Regions from separate parts of the Mus musculus genome. Here all the other regions are linked to region 1. A link is a contact called in public HiChIP or PLAC-seq data. All regions are on one chromosome and are shown on one strand. The core of a region is the stretch at or near the end of the contact, and the rest is flanking DNA. Distances in the headings are between cores, read along the strand shown. Region 1 has its middle 6.2 kb from the start of Gm39842. Region 2 holds the start of Dcaf17 (DDB1 and CUL4 associated factor 17). Region 3 overlaps Mettl8 (methyltransferase like 8).

The links. HiChIP or PLAC-seq counts read pairs in DNA pulled down with a chosen protein or histone mark.
Region 2: an H3K27ac HiChIP or PLAC-seq map of regulatory T cell precursor shows a contact between it and region 1, with 5 times the contacts expected there. The contact joins the promoter of Dcaf17 here to the enhancer-like site in region 1. A contact is called at or near these places in 6 of 39 promoter capture datasets (cranial neural crest, hematopoietic stem and progenitor cells, hippocampal neurons and 3 more), 2 of 15 datasets of contacts at CTCF or cohesin (CD8 T cells and pro-B cells), 10 of 484 Hi-C or Micro-C datasets (B cells, the C10 cell line, CD4 T cells and 6 more), 16 of 115 datasets of contacts at active chromatin or transcription factors (the 230-238 cell line, CD8 T cells, the SCID.adh cell line and 11 more) and 2 of 9 other capture datasets (adipose tissue and liver).
Region 3: a contact with region 1 is called in a BATF HiChIP or PLAC-seq map of CD8 T cells, with 38 read pairs. The contact joins two enhancer-like sites. A contact is called at or near these places in 2 of 15 datasets of contacts at CTCF or cohesin (CD8 T cells and pro-B cells), 16 of 484 Hi-C or Micro-C datasets (B cells, CD4 T cells, the P5424 cell line and 11 more) and 15 of 115 datasets of contacts at active chromatin or transcription factors (the 230-238 cell line, CD8 T cells, the SCID.adh cell line and 9 more).

The regions. Positions count from the first base shown.
Region 1 is chr2:70,843,286-70,847,025 of GRCm38.p6, reverse strand. No RefSeq gene overlaps it. Among named protein-coding and RNA genes, the nearest start is that of Gm39842, 6.2 kb to the right of the region's middle. Within about 2 kb of position 1,790, at least 22 of the 459 cell types and tissues checked have an H3K27ac peak or open chromatin away from gene starts, as enhancers often do. A contact at or near this core is called in CD8 T cells, the SCID.adh cell line, Th1 cells and 4 more, where this site is marked.
Region 2 is chr2:71,054,009-71,057,748 of GRCm38.p6, reverse strand. It overlaps Dcaf17 (DDB1 and CUL4 associated factor 17), which reads right to left and starts at 2,005. Exons shown (of 14, transcript NM_001165980.1): 1 at 1,630-2,005; 2 at 1,151-1,254. The coding sequence starts at 1,755. Mettl8 (methyltransferase like 8) reads left to right here and starts at 2,143. Exons shown (of 10, transcript NM_145524.3): 1 at 2,143-2,378.
Region 3 is chr2:71,030,530-71,034,269 of GRCm38.p6, reverse strand. The region is part of intron 1 of Mettl8 (methyltransferase like 8); the gene reads left to right. Among named protein-coding and RNA genes, the nearest start is that of Mettl8, 23 kb to the left of the region's middle. Within about 2 kb of position 1,994, at least 71 of the 459 cell types and tissues checked have an H3K27ac peak or open chromatin away from gene starts, as enhancers often do. A contact at or near this core is called in CD8 T cells, the SCID.adh cell line, Th1 cells and 3 more, where this site is marked.

The DNA of each region.
Region 1 (3,740 bases), core at 541-3,040:
AAACCTAGTTAGAAAAATGGGCAAAAGATAAAACAGATGATTTAGAGAAGAAATAAAGGTAACCAATAAACAGAGGGGGAAATTAAATTTCAGCTACCATGGAGTAAAATTAAGAATTCATACAGATACAGTAGATCTTTAAATAAAAACAAGAAGCTCATGAAATATACCCAGGATAATAGTTTCCTTAGAGATGAGGTAGAGAGAAACTTTAATTGAAAACGTTAATATTATTGATAGATATCTTTGTTTCTTGTGGAGTGGTAAACTTGGAGATGCCAATTTAATCTTAAATGGCATTAACATATTGTCTTAGTCAGGGTTTCTATTCCTGCACAAACATCATGACCAAGAAGCAAGTTTGGGAGGAAAGGGTTTATTCGGCTTACACTTCCACACTGCTGTTCATCACCAAGGAAGTCAGGACTGGAACTCAAGCAGGTCAGAAAGCAGGAGCTGATGCAGAGGCCATGGATGGATGTTCTTTACTGGCTTGCTCAGCCTGCTCTCTTATAGAACCAAGGTTACCAGCCCAGAGATAGTCCTACCCACAAGGGGCCTTTCCCCCTTGATCACTAATTGAGAAAATGCCTTACAGTTGGATCTCATGGAGGCATTTCCTCAAATGAAGCTCCTTTTTCTGTGATAACTCCAGCTGTGTCAAGTTGACACAAAACTAGCCAGTACACATATGATGTGGTTACTTTGTCAACTTGATATACTCTACAATCACCTGGAAAGAAGGTCTCAGGGAGAGATGTCTAGGTCAGGTTGGACTGTAGGCATATTTGTGTGTGATGGCTTATCCTGTATTAATTGTGATGGGAAGTCCACTGTGGGCAACACAATTCTGTGGGCAGGGGATCCTGGACCGTATAGCAAGGGAAAAAGTAAAGTCATCTTTAGCAAGCCTGAATGAACTCATTGTTCTCTGTGCTAGAAGGCCCCGCCCCTATGCCTTCTCCACCAAGATCTGATAGACACTGAGCCTATTAGAACTTGCTACCATCTTGACCTCCTATATTGAACTGTTGCTTTCTCCCTTAACTTGCTTTAGTCAGTGGATTTTATCACAGTCACAGGAAAAGGAACTAAGACAATATGAATGTTTCATTTGTTTTTCTTTGTGTATTTTCAGTTTGATGTTTCTGAATAGGAAAGCAGGTTGTTAAACTTATTTTGAAAGTACTCAATAGAAGTAATTTAAGCAAACAGAAAAATCGCAGAAGGATAAGAAGAAATCCCATATACCTTTGGTTTAGAGATTTAATAATTTAATAATATTATTTTGGGGAGGATCTATTGTTGGTTCATGTGTTGTACCTACGGTGTTATATTTTTCTAGCCCCCTTTACTTTCAAGTACTAGCTTTGAGTTTGTTAAGACTAAAGGGAGTTTTCTCTAGGCACTCAGCTTCTGTGAGGAGCCAGGAGCTAGTCTCATTGGCCAGAGAGTGAGCTTTCAAAGCTGTAAGGAGATGAACTGGTTTGACAAGAGGGGGAGGGAGGGATTGTGAATCAATATGTATAAGGAGGAAAGCCAGCTGATGGGCATGCAGGAACTAGAGATCCCAGATCAGGATGATCCCACCATACTCCAGGATCAGGGACATCATCTCACTAGGATAGGGTTCAAGGCCTGGTTCAGTTTTCTTCATTTTAGTTTCACAGATGCCACCAAATGCACAGGGACTTAACATTTTCACCACATCGCTTAATTCCGTGCTCGAGGGGGATTCACACCAATCAAAGTCACCACACACAGATCAGCGCTACCTGCCCTTTCGATTCTGATCATTTCGGGATCTCAGTGGCTAGGTTTTTACATCACAGACTTTGAAGTCTTGTTTCAAGATCATGAAAGCAGCAGCAAATTTTACTGCAGACATTAATCCTCCCAGTTTCTGCGAAAACAACAGAACCAGCAGCAAGCCTTTCTTGTTTCAGTTCTAGTCCACACAGAGAGGTCCTTATGCCTATGGTTTTGCACACACTGAATTCACCCTCCCTTCAAGTCCTCGCTCTTCATGATCAGAGCTAGTCATGTTTGCAAGGCCTGAGCTCTGAACTTGCAGACATTTTCATTAGGCTTCCAGGGTTGTATCTCGTGAATTTGTCTTCTCTAGCTTTGAACTTCATGTTAAAGACAAAATTGCTTCCTCCTACCCATGTTTCCACACCCACACACCCCCTCTAACATGACAAGTGACTCATTTGTAGAATTTACATTACTAAAAATTTACTTTCAAATCTTTGTCCAAATAGTGGTCTGTTCTTTTTTTTTTTCTTTCTTTCTTTTTCTATGTCTGTGTCTGTAGGTTCCTCTGTGTGTGTGTGTGTGTGTGTACATGTGTGCACAGCTATGTAGAAGACAGAGGACAACCTCAGGTGTCATTCCTCAGGAATCACCTAGTGTTTTGTTTGGTTGGTTGGTTTTGTTTCTGAGACAAGGTATTTCACTGGCCAAGCTCTCCCAGCAAGGCTTGCTAGTCACAGACAGTGCCCACACCTCAGGATCTACCTGTCAGCCCTCCCTGGGTTAAAATTCATCACATGATTTTTCACATGAGGCCTCATATCCAAGGAGAAGTATTGCATGGACCAAACAACACTGGGAAGGGTCCCATCATCTCAGCATCTGAGTTTCTATGGCAAGAGCTACCTCTGACACTGCCATCCAGAAGGCAGACATGTTCTCTTCCTGGGTAGTAGCTCCTCTAAGTATTCATTGCCTGTGGATAATGAAATTAGCTTATAGAGAAATTTGTGTCAGCTTGTTTGTCTAATTCTCTTTCTCTCCCTCCTTTCTTTATCAAATCAAATAAAAATGTTATATGCTTGGTTCTCAACCTTCCTAATGCTGCAACCCTTTAACACATTTCCTCATGCTGTGGAGAACCCCAATCATAAAATGATTTTGTTGCTACTTTGTAACTGTAGTTTTGCTACTATAATGAGATGTAATGTAAAGAGCTGATATGTAACCCTAAAGGAGCCACAACACAGTGTAGGATTAGATTTTTCTCTAAACCTACTATATTTAGGGTTCTTGAATGCTTCAACCTCCCTTTTAGCCCACCAATCAGAGGTAGAGGAAAAGGTTTATAGAAAAAGGTGAGTTTGTGGACTTGTTTAGAAGTAGTTTTTTTGTTTTGTTTTTGGTGGCGCGCGCGCGCCTGTGTGTGTGTGTGTGTGTGTGTGTGTGTGTGTGTGTTTGGGTGTGTGTGTGTGTGTGTGTGTGTGTGTGACTCCCATTCTTCATTGTCAGGAGACCAGCACTTCACTACAATAGCAAACACCAAACATGAATCAGTAGCAGCTCAAGCCAGCAGAAACTGCAAGGCTCCACTAATTCAGTACAAGTCAACGGAAACCCCAAGAACCAGCCATAATACATAGTAAGTTCTTCGGTGAGTTTCTATCTACGAAGTAAAGACCAGTGAAGATCAGCAAAGCGTCACATGGCGTCACAGTGCAAGAATAACCTCTCACTGTCTGTGGGGTTCCATTTATACTCTCTCCCAAACATCACACGCCCTCTCATGTGTCTGCTTCAGCAAAACACCCTCTCACAAGACAAAAACATCACATGACACAACGGAGTCTCCAAAAAACCCAGAAATTTCCACTTCAAGCCAGAGGCTGAGAAACAGGGCAATAAAGAGTCTGTTTTAAAGACTTAGACAGATGGCGGTTCTTGAGGGTAAGGTGAATTTGTAGTTTCTCCATCCTTTTTTGCCT
Region 2 (3,740 bases), core at 756-3,255, 210 kb before region 1:
CCGTGGAGTCGACTTGAAGACTGCCTGGGAAAAGAAGCAGGCCATGAAACAGCCCCAAGTTCTTTCTAATAAAACTGACTTTACCTGCAACAGATGCAGAGAATTTCAAGTATGTGTGTACTCTGTCAATCACTGGAAGTTACATCCAAGGGCGAATCGAGGGACATGGGTAGATTCACCAGCACTAAAGGCTAATAAATTGTAGGTTGGGCGATTTGCCAAAGAACCAAAAAAAAAAAAAAAAAAAAAAGATACCTCCTGGAGTCAAGGCAAACCTCAAAAATCACTAGTCTCTCTGACTTCCAGTTTCTGATCCCACAAGAAAAGAACTTAGGCGTTATTAATCACTTCTGAGATAGTTCCAGCTGGTGCCCTGCAAGCATGAGGACCGGAATTTAGATCCCCAATACTCATGGTTTTCCTAGAGTTGTGGAGGTGGAGACAGGCAAATTCATAGCACTTGCTGACCAGGCTGTCTACAGGTATTCTAGCTTCCCAGTCCAGTGAAAGGAGAACCTATCTCAACAAGGTGATTTGCTCCGGAGGAACAACACCACTGAAGCTTGGCACACAGAAAAATGCCCATAATTCTTACAGATGCAAAGTGAAAGATAAAGAGCGGCAATTCCATAATCCCTTAATCCAGGTGACGGGCATGGAAGCATCAATTCACTGTGTCGTTCTCTTCAGTCTGACCTTGAATGGATGGAGGCTGGCTGTTAAATACTATTTATCTACAAATACTATACTTTTGTTTGAACATTTTTTTTCTCTTGGGAAAAAAAAAAAAGTACTTCTAAAACAAAATGCCTGTCTCCTAAGCAGCATCTAATTATTTCACAACCCATTTTCTGGACTCTGATCTTTAAATGGGTATAAAACAGCAAACTGTGCTGAGAAACGTATTATTTTGCCTGTGCTATAATTTTGTGTGAAATAAAAGTATTTACAAAGATGAAGTCCGAAACTTTAGACTTAACGAGTTTTTAAGATCACATGCATTTTCCACCTAGTTTTATTATGGACTCATTTTTTTTTTTTTTTTCATCTTCCAATTTCACTAAGTACTAAAGAAGCCACGTGGTTCTATAAAAACTAGGGTCAGGTGGATTATAGCAAAAAAAAAAAAAAATCATCACCAAGAATTTACCTGCTGACACAGCACCGGTAATTGTCAAAATATATTCTTCCTCTCTCATAGGCTATAGGTGACTTGGAATGAGTTGTCCAAACATTCTTAAATTTAGTACTCTCCTGAAAGACACAAAGAATTTCAGTTTAGGAAAGAACTCAGTCCCCTGCTATGGAACCATTTTCGGTGGGTAGTTGAAATCTACAGTTTTAAAGTACATTGTTTCTCCTTTTTTTTTTTTTTTTTTCTCCCTCTGCCCATAGATGTCGGTTTAGTTGGATGCCCAAGTTTTGAATCGATTGTTTGCAGGAAGGCAAAAGAAGCTTTTTAAAAACTACGCCAGGCGGCGGACCTGAGTACCTATTTTCTAATACCCTAATTGCGGGACACGGATGCCCCTCCCCACGTAAGACCCTCAAAGGGGTATCAGAGCGCGTAAAAAACTGCAGCCCGGCAGGAGGTTGGACCCCGGGCACCCCGACTTCGGCGGGCGTCACCTGGCACACCAGCGCCCGCAGGATGCCCAGGTTCGTCCTCTGCACCACGCCTGCGTCGCGTGCATAGAAGCCCAGAGCCCGGCGACTCAGCCTGCGGCACACATTGGCCTTCCGGGTCCGGCCCATGGAGACTAGGGGTCCGCAGGGCCCAGGAGGGGCGCGCCCCTCACTTCCGCGAGGGGTGGCAGCCGCCACCTGCGAACCTCAAAGGAAGGCTGACGCGGGACCCCGCGCTGGGGACTCGGGGCAGAGATCAAGAGGTAGCGACACACGGATTTGACGCAAAGGAACAGAATCAACGGCGCCTTCCTGGCCCTTCTTTCTGCTCTCGGGATTAACGCTGCACCTCGCGGCCCTCCGTATCCACTCCCTCTCCCGGAAATGTAGTCCCCTTGGCCTTTTCCGCCCCTATGGCTTCTTTTTCAGAACTACAATTCCCGTCAGGCAGAGCGAGGGCTGGCCTGGCCCCGCCCCACCCCTCCCTGCCCCTAGCCCGCCTCTCCTGGCCCTAATAGGCTGCGCCGTAGGGCTGCGCAGTGGGTCGGGTAGCCTTCCGGGCTGCACGCGGTAAACCTGGATAGCTTTGGTGGGTGCTGTGCAGCCACCTGGTGGTGTCGCTTCACCTGTGTGTCCCAGGAAGCAGTCCCTTTCTGCCCTGGTCGTGGGACGACTGCCAACCCCTCCTTTGGCCCTGCAAGGCTCTGGCCACGCGTCCAGAGGGGCGTTGTGGCCAGTGGGACCCTCCAAAGGTACGCCCCGTGGCTTTCCCTCAGCCGCACTTGGGACGTTGTGGATGAGGTTGACTTCAACATTTAGTTGTGTAACCACTATGCTTTTGTATGGTAATTAGTGGTGAAAGTTGCTGTTTTTCCCATCAAAGTAGGATTGAATTTCTCCTTCCCAAAGGCTCGTCCTTGTGTGGCCAGCGGGGACCCTGACTGGTTTTGTGGTAATTGCTGTGTTTTCTTCCTCCTTCCATTTTTCCCCCTTATAGGGAATAAAATATGAAATGTTTGCATTCTTATTGAACTGCCTAAGATAATCCAGGTTGACTTCTCTAAGTAAAAAATAACATTCTCTGTGAACTAGCTCAGCCTGCGTGTTCAAAATTACTAACATACTAAAAATTTCCGTAACTGTATACCAAATGCGACCCGTAACCTCATTGTAAACCCCTTTAGTGTGGTGTCTGCATCTCCCACATAGACTTAATAGACTTGGCATGCCACTCCGTGATCTTAAGTGCTTAAAGAAAAAGTCAGTAAGCACACCAGCTTTCTGATCGACAGAAGTACAGTACAGGATGGATGTGCTGGATCAAACGTTAGCCGTTTCATTTTGTTGTTTTAAATGGAAAACTCTTATACCCTTGATGCATTTCCTTCGGGGTCTGGCTTTTTTGTTTGTTTGTTTGGTTGTTTTGTTGGAGGTTTTTTTTTTCCCCCCCTGATATTTCATGACCTGCTTATAGCATACGGTGGAGTGAGTGCTTTGTATATTTTTAGAAAGCTCCACAATAGTTAATTTGGTCATTCATGAATGCAGCTGTCACTGAAATGCTGGAACCCAGAAAAATATAGCTGGATTTTCTTTGGCTGAAGCGAAATGCAAATCATTGCTGAATTGCACTCATCATTTCCTTTTTGTCTTTCTTGTCGCAGCTCTTGTCTTTCTGTGCTCTCCCACCATGGCTGAGCTTTGGTTTCTGTGCTTGTTTTTCACATGACTTCTAAGATGCCACTATGCTCCACTATTACCACAAAAACAGTAGCAAGTAGTGGGCATATTGTGATCATACCTTCCGCGCATTCACTTTAACATATTAAGTCCCAACAACTGGATGCAGACCACCCATTCAGACATGAGGGCCATGCCCCTCACTTGCTGCTCTACTGTAATGGCGCTGTCTTTCTTGGTTTGGACCAAAGTCCCCCCAGTTTCTCCCAGGTCTGAATGCTTAACCTCTGGAAACTCTGTGCGCTTGAGAAGACTGTTTACTTGCTTCTCCTTCACGTCCACTCTTACCAGGGTGGTACTTCAAGGCCAGTTGCCTCTCAGTGTTTTTCAGGTTTTTCCACGAGGCATCAAGCTTGGCCCCTAAATCATCATAG
Region 3 (3,740 bases), core at 745-3,244, 190 kb before region 1:
TCTATTCAGAAGACTCTCAGGGGATCTCTGATAAGATGCTTCGTCCTCCTCTGTATTATTCAGTTCTGCCCCTCCCCTCCCACCAGCTTCAGCCGACTATAATAGGCCTTTATTTTTCCAGGCTCCTTAACTATTTTCTCATCTATGCGAGACCCACCTGGTCTTCACCCGGTGCTGTTCCTCAGGGGAACCGGAACACAAGCAGCTGCGTCCTCCCTCTGTTTCTGCCCGCACTGTTGCAGCAAGAGACTTGGTATTACTGTCAGTTTGACTTGTCCCAACTGAGCCCTTCAACACCGAATTACTCGCAGGGGTTGGTAGGGATTAATTATTCATTAATTTTATTGTGTTTCTTTCTCTTCTTCAAGCATTAAGGGGCATCCTTTAAAAATGTTCTGGTGGGGTGGCTGGAAGGAAAAGGTGTTTGAACCAAACCTAATGATCTTGGTTCAGTTTCTGGAACCCACACGGTAAGAGAGAACTTCCTCAAGTTTCCTTCTGAGCTCTCTCTATGTGTGTGTGTGTATTTATACATACACACACACACACACACATATATATACATATATATGTATATATACATTCATATTCTCTCTCTCATGAGTGTGTGCACTCTAAACAAAATTGTTTTAAAAAGAACGAACTCCATTTTACACGTGAACCTCTAGGCTTCAGTACAGTAAGTAGTGGGGCTGATCCTGTCATCAGCTTTAGCATTCTTTCCCAGCCCAGTGTGTTGCTGGCTTGGGAAGTTGGGACTCCATAGAGCTCTTTAAGCTAAGAAGCTTCCTGGTGAAGAGCTTGGTTCGATAGCCACAGAGCCCTGTGGACATTCTAAGGAGAGCCAAACTGACGCTAGCCATGGTGACATTTGGCTAGCATCAGACGCCTGCCACGAACCCAGCACTATGCCTATCCCTCCTGGAAGCCTCCTGTATTTTGAAAACACCATATTGGCCACATTTATTAAAGAAAATCAAAATGATCAAAGTATCATGCCGGAAGTTGTGGAGTGACAGTGACAGACCCCAGATGCAGCTCAACCCACACTCTTCACCACATCAAGCACCACTTCCCAAGAGTCCTCCCGTGCTCCTGCCCAACTTGGAGTAGTTGACTGCTAAGGAGAACTAAGAGTAGAACCTTCTGGAACAGAATCTCCTGACACCATATTTATTCCTCAATGCTGAGAAGTAAGGGACTGTTACAAGAAAAAAAAGACCAAAAACCAAAAAACCAAAACATTCTCAGCTTCCTGGGTTGACGTAAAATGTGTTTACTATGTTGTCTGTGAACACAAATCTAGGTATGTGCTCTTTGTGCACAGAGCGCCTATTCAGCCATAAAACTGGAATAAGTACAAACACTACGACAAAACCAATAAAACTCAAACTAACAGCATTATACTGTGACTGCTGTTTTTCCAGGGAAGCTAAATTGCAGCTCTCATTATAAACAAGGCCATGGCCATCACCACACAGGTTCTTTTGACCCTGGCCCATCTGTGCTGTTGTGTGCTGTGTGTCTGCTCAATTCCCTCACCGCCTTTCTCTGTTCAGAGTACTGCGGAATCTTTTTACAGTGCACTGTGTTCTCAGATGCATCATTTACATATTACATCTGTGCTGCTTGTTGCCGACAAGATCATAAATGCAAACACAGGCGCTGAAACCAAGCAGCGGTTACACGTGTGCTCGTGTTGATTTGGCTTTCAGATTATTATCATAATAAAAACCCAGCGACATCATCATGGAACCCTTGTTTGACAAAACCTACTTGAGAAGGCGTGCCAGTGGGGAAACTTTACCGCCGGCTGCCTTGCAGAAGAGGGAAGTAAGGTGGTGAATGGGAGCCCAGCTTTGAGCTTTTCTCCCTGCCCAAGTGTTTCCTTTTCATAGGTGTTTGTGGCTTTGTGGTCTTAGCTATGGTTAAGAATCTCTCACTCAAAACAGCATGTCCCTCTCACTGTTAGTGTTACTGCTTTTGTTACTAGGAGACACAGGGTAGCCAATTTAGAAGGCTCAGTTACTAAACAGTTCCTCCTGTCTGTTTCGGCCCCTTATTTCTGTTAAACCTGGGCTGCCACCACATCAAGTCTATCAACCACGTGCGCCTCTTTCACGTGTTCCTTTATCGCTTGTTTACTTATTTTCAGTGCTGGGGAACGAATTTGACCTTGAACGTGCTGGATAAATGCCCCACCACTGAACTACATCCCCAGCTTTCAGAGATTGAGACAGAGTGCAGGGTCTTCTGACCAGCCTGAGTTTCATAGTGAGACTTTGTATCAAATGGGAGTGAGAGATAACAGAAAGATGAAGCTGATTTAAATAACTGTGGGAATGTGTTGGCTCAATGGGGTGAGGAGACAGAGGCAGGACTGGTTCCAGTGACAATCCATCTACGGGATCCAGGGGACATAGCTTCTCATCGCCTTCTTAGTTTTCTGTACTCATAATTGCCTTTCAGCTTGAATTTATATCATGCTCTGCTAAGGCCAAGTCCATCTGTATGAAACATGAGTGTTCTCTTGCCATTCTAGTTCCTGACCCATTTGAAACCTCATGAGCACATTCTTAAAAAAAAAAAAACAAAAAACAATTCTCCTCTCATATATTAATTACATCCTGACCACAGTTTCTCCCCCATCCTCTCCTCCCAGCTCCCCTGCCACCTCCCCTCCTCCCCAGATCTACTCCTCTTCCATTTCCCTTCAGGAAAGAGCAGGCTTCCCAGGGATATCAACAGAAGAAGGCATAAGAAGCTGCAGTAAGACTCGGTACCTCCCCTCATATTAAAGCTGGACAAGGCAACCCAATAGGAGGAAAAGGCTCTCAGAAGCAGGCAAAAAGAGTCAGAGACAGCTCCCACTCCCGCTCTTAGGAGTCCCACAAGAACACCAAGCTACATATGCAGAGGACCTAAGTCAGACCTTACAGGCTTTCTGATTGTTGCTTTAGTGTATATGAGTCAGGCCTGTGAGTCTTGATTAGTGGATTCTGTGGACTGTTTTCTTGTGTCCTTGACACCTCTGGCTCCTACAATCCTTCCTCCTCCTCTTCTGCAGGATTCCTGAGCTCCAACTAATGTTTGGCTGTGGGTCTCTGCGTCTTCTCCTATCAGCTGGATGGAGCCTCTCTTGATTATGCAATCTAACAAGTATAGCAGAGTATCATTAAGAATCATTTCATTGACTCCTTCCTTCCTTCCTTCCCTCCCTCCCCTCTCTGTCCCTGTCTCTGTCTCTCTTTTTTTTCTGTTTTTGTTTATTAATTTTTTATTTTTTATTTGCCAGTTGTGCTTGGTTCTACCCTAGGTCTCTGGGCTGTCTAGCCTCTGGCTCCTCCCACTCCAGGCAGTGTCACGTCAAGTGTGGGCTCTCTCCTGGTGTGGGTCTCAAGTTAGATCAGTCATTGGTTGGCCACTCCCACAAGTTCTGCACCACCTTTATTTATCCCAGCACATCTTGCAAACAGTACAGATTGTAGGTCAAAGGTTTTGTGTCTGGATTGGTGTCCCAGTCCCTCCACTGGAAGCCTTACCTGGTTACAGGAGATAGCTGGCTCAGGTTTCGAATCTCCCTTTGCTAGGAGTCTTTGTAAGTTCCAGGGAGTTTCCATTGCCCTAGGTTTCTATCTCTCTCCTGATTTGTCTCCCAATTCCAGTCATCTCTCCCAGTGCTCCCTCCCTTTATCCCCACACCTGTGCACACCTGATCCCACCTGCCCTAGGGCACCAGG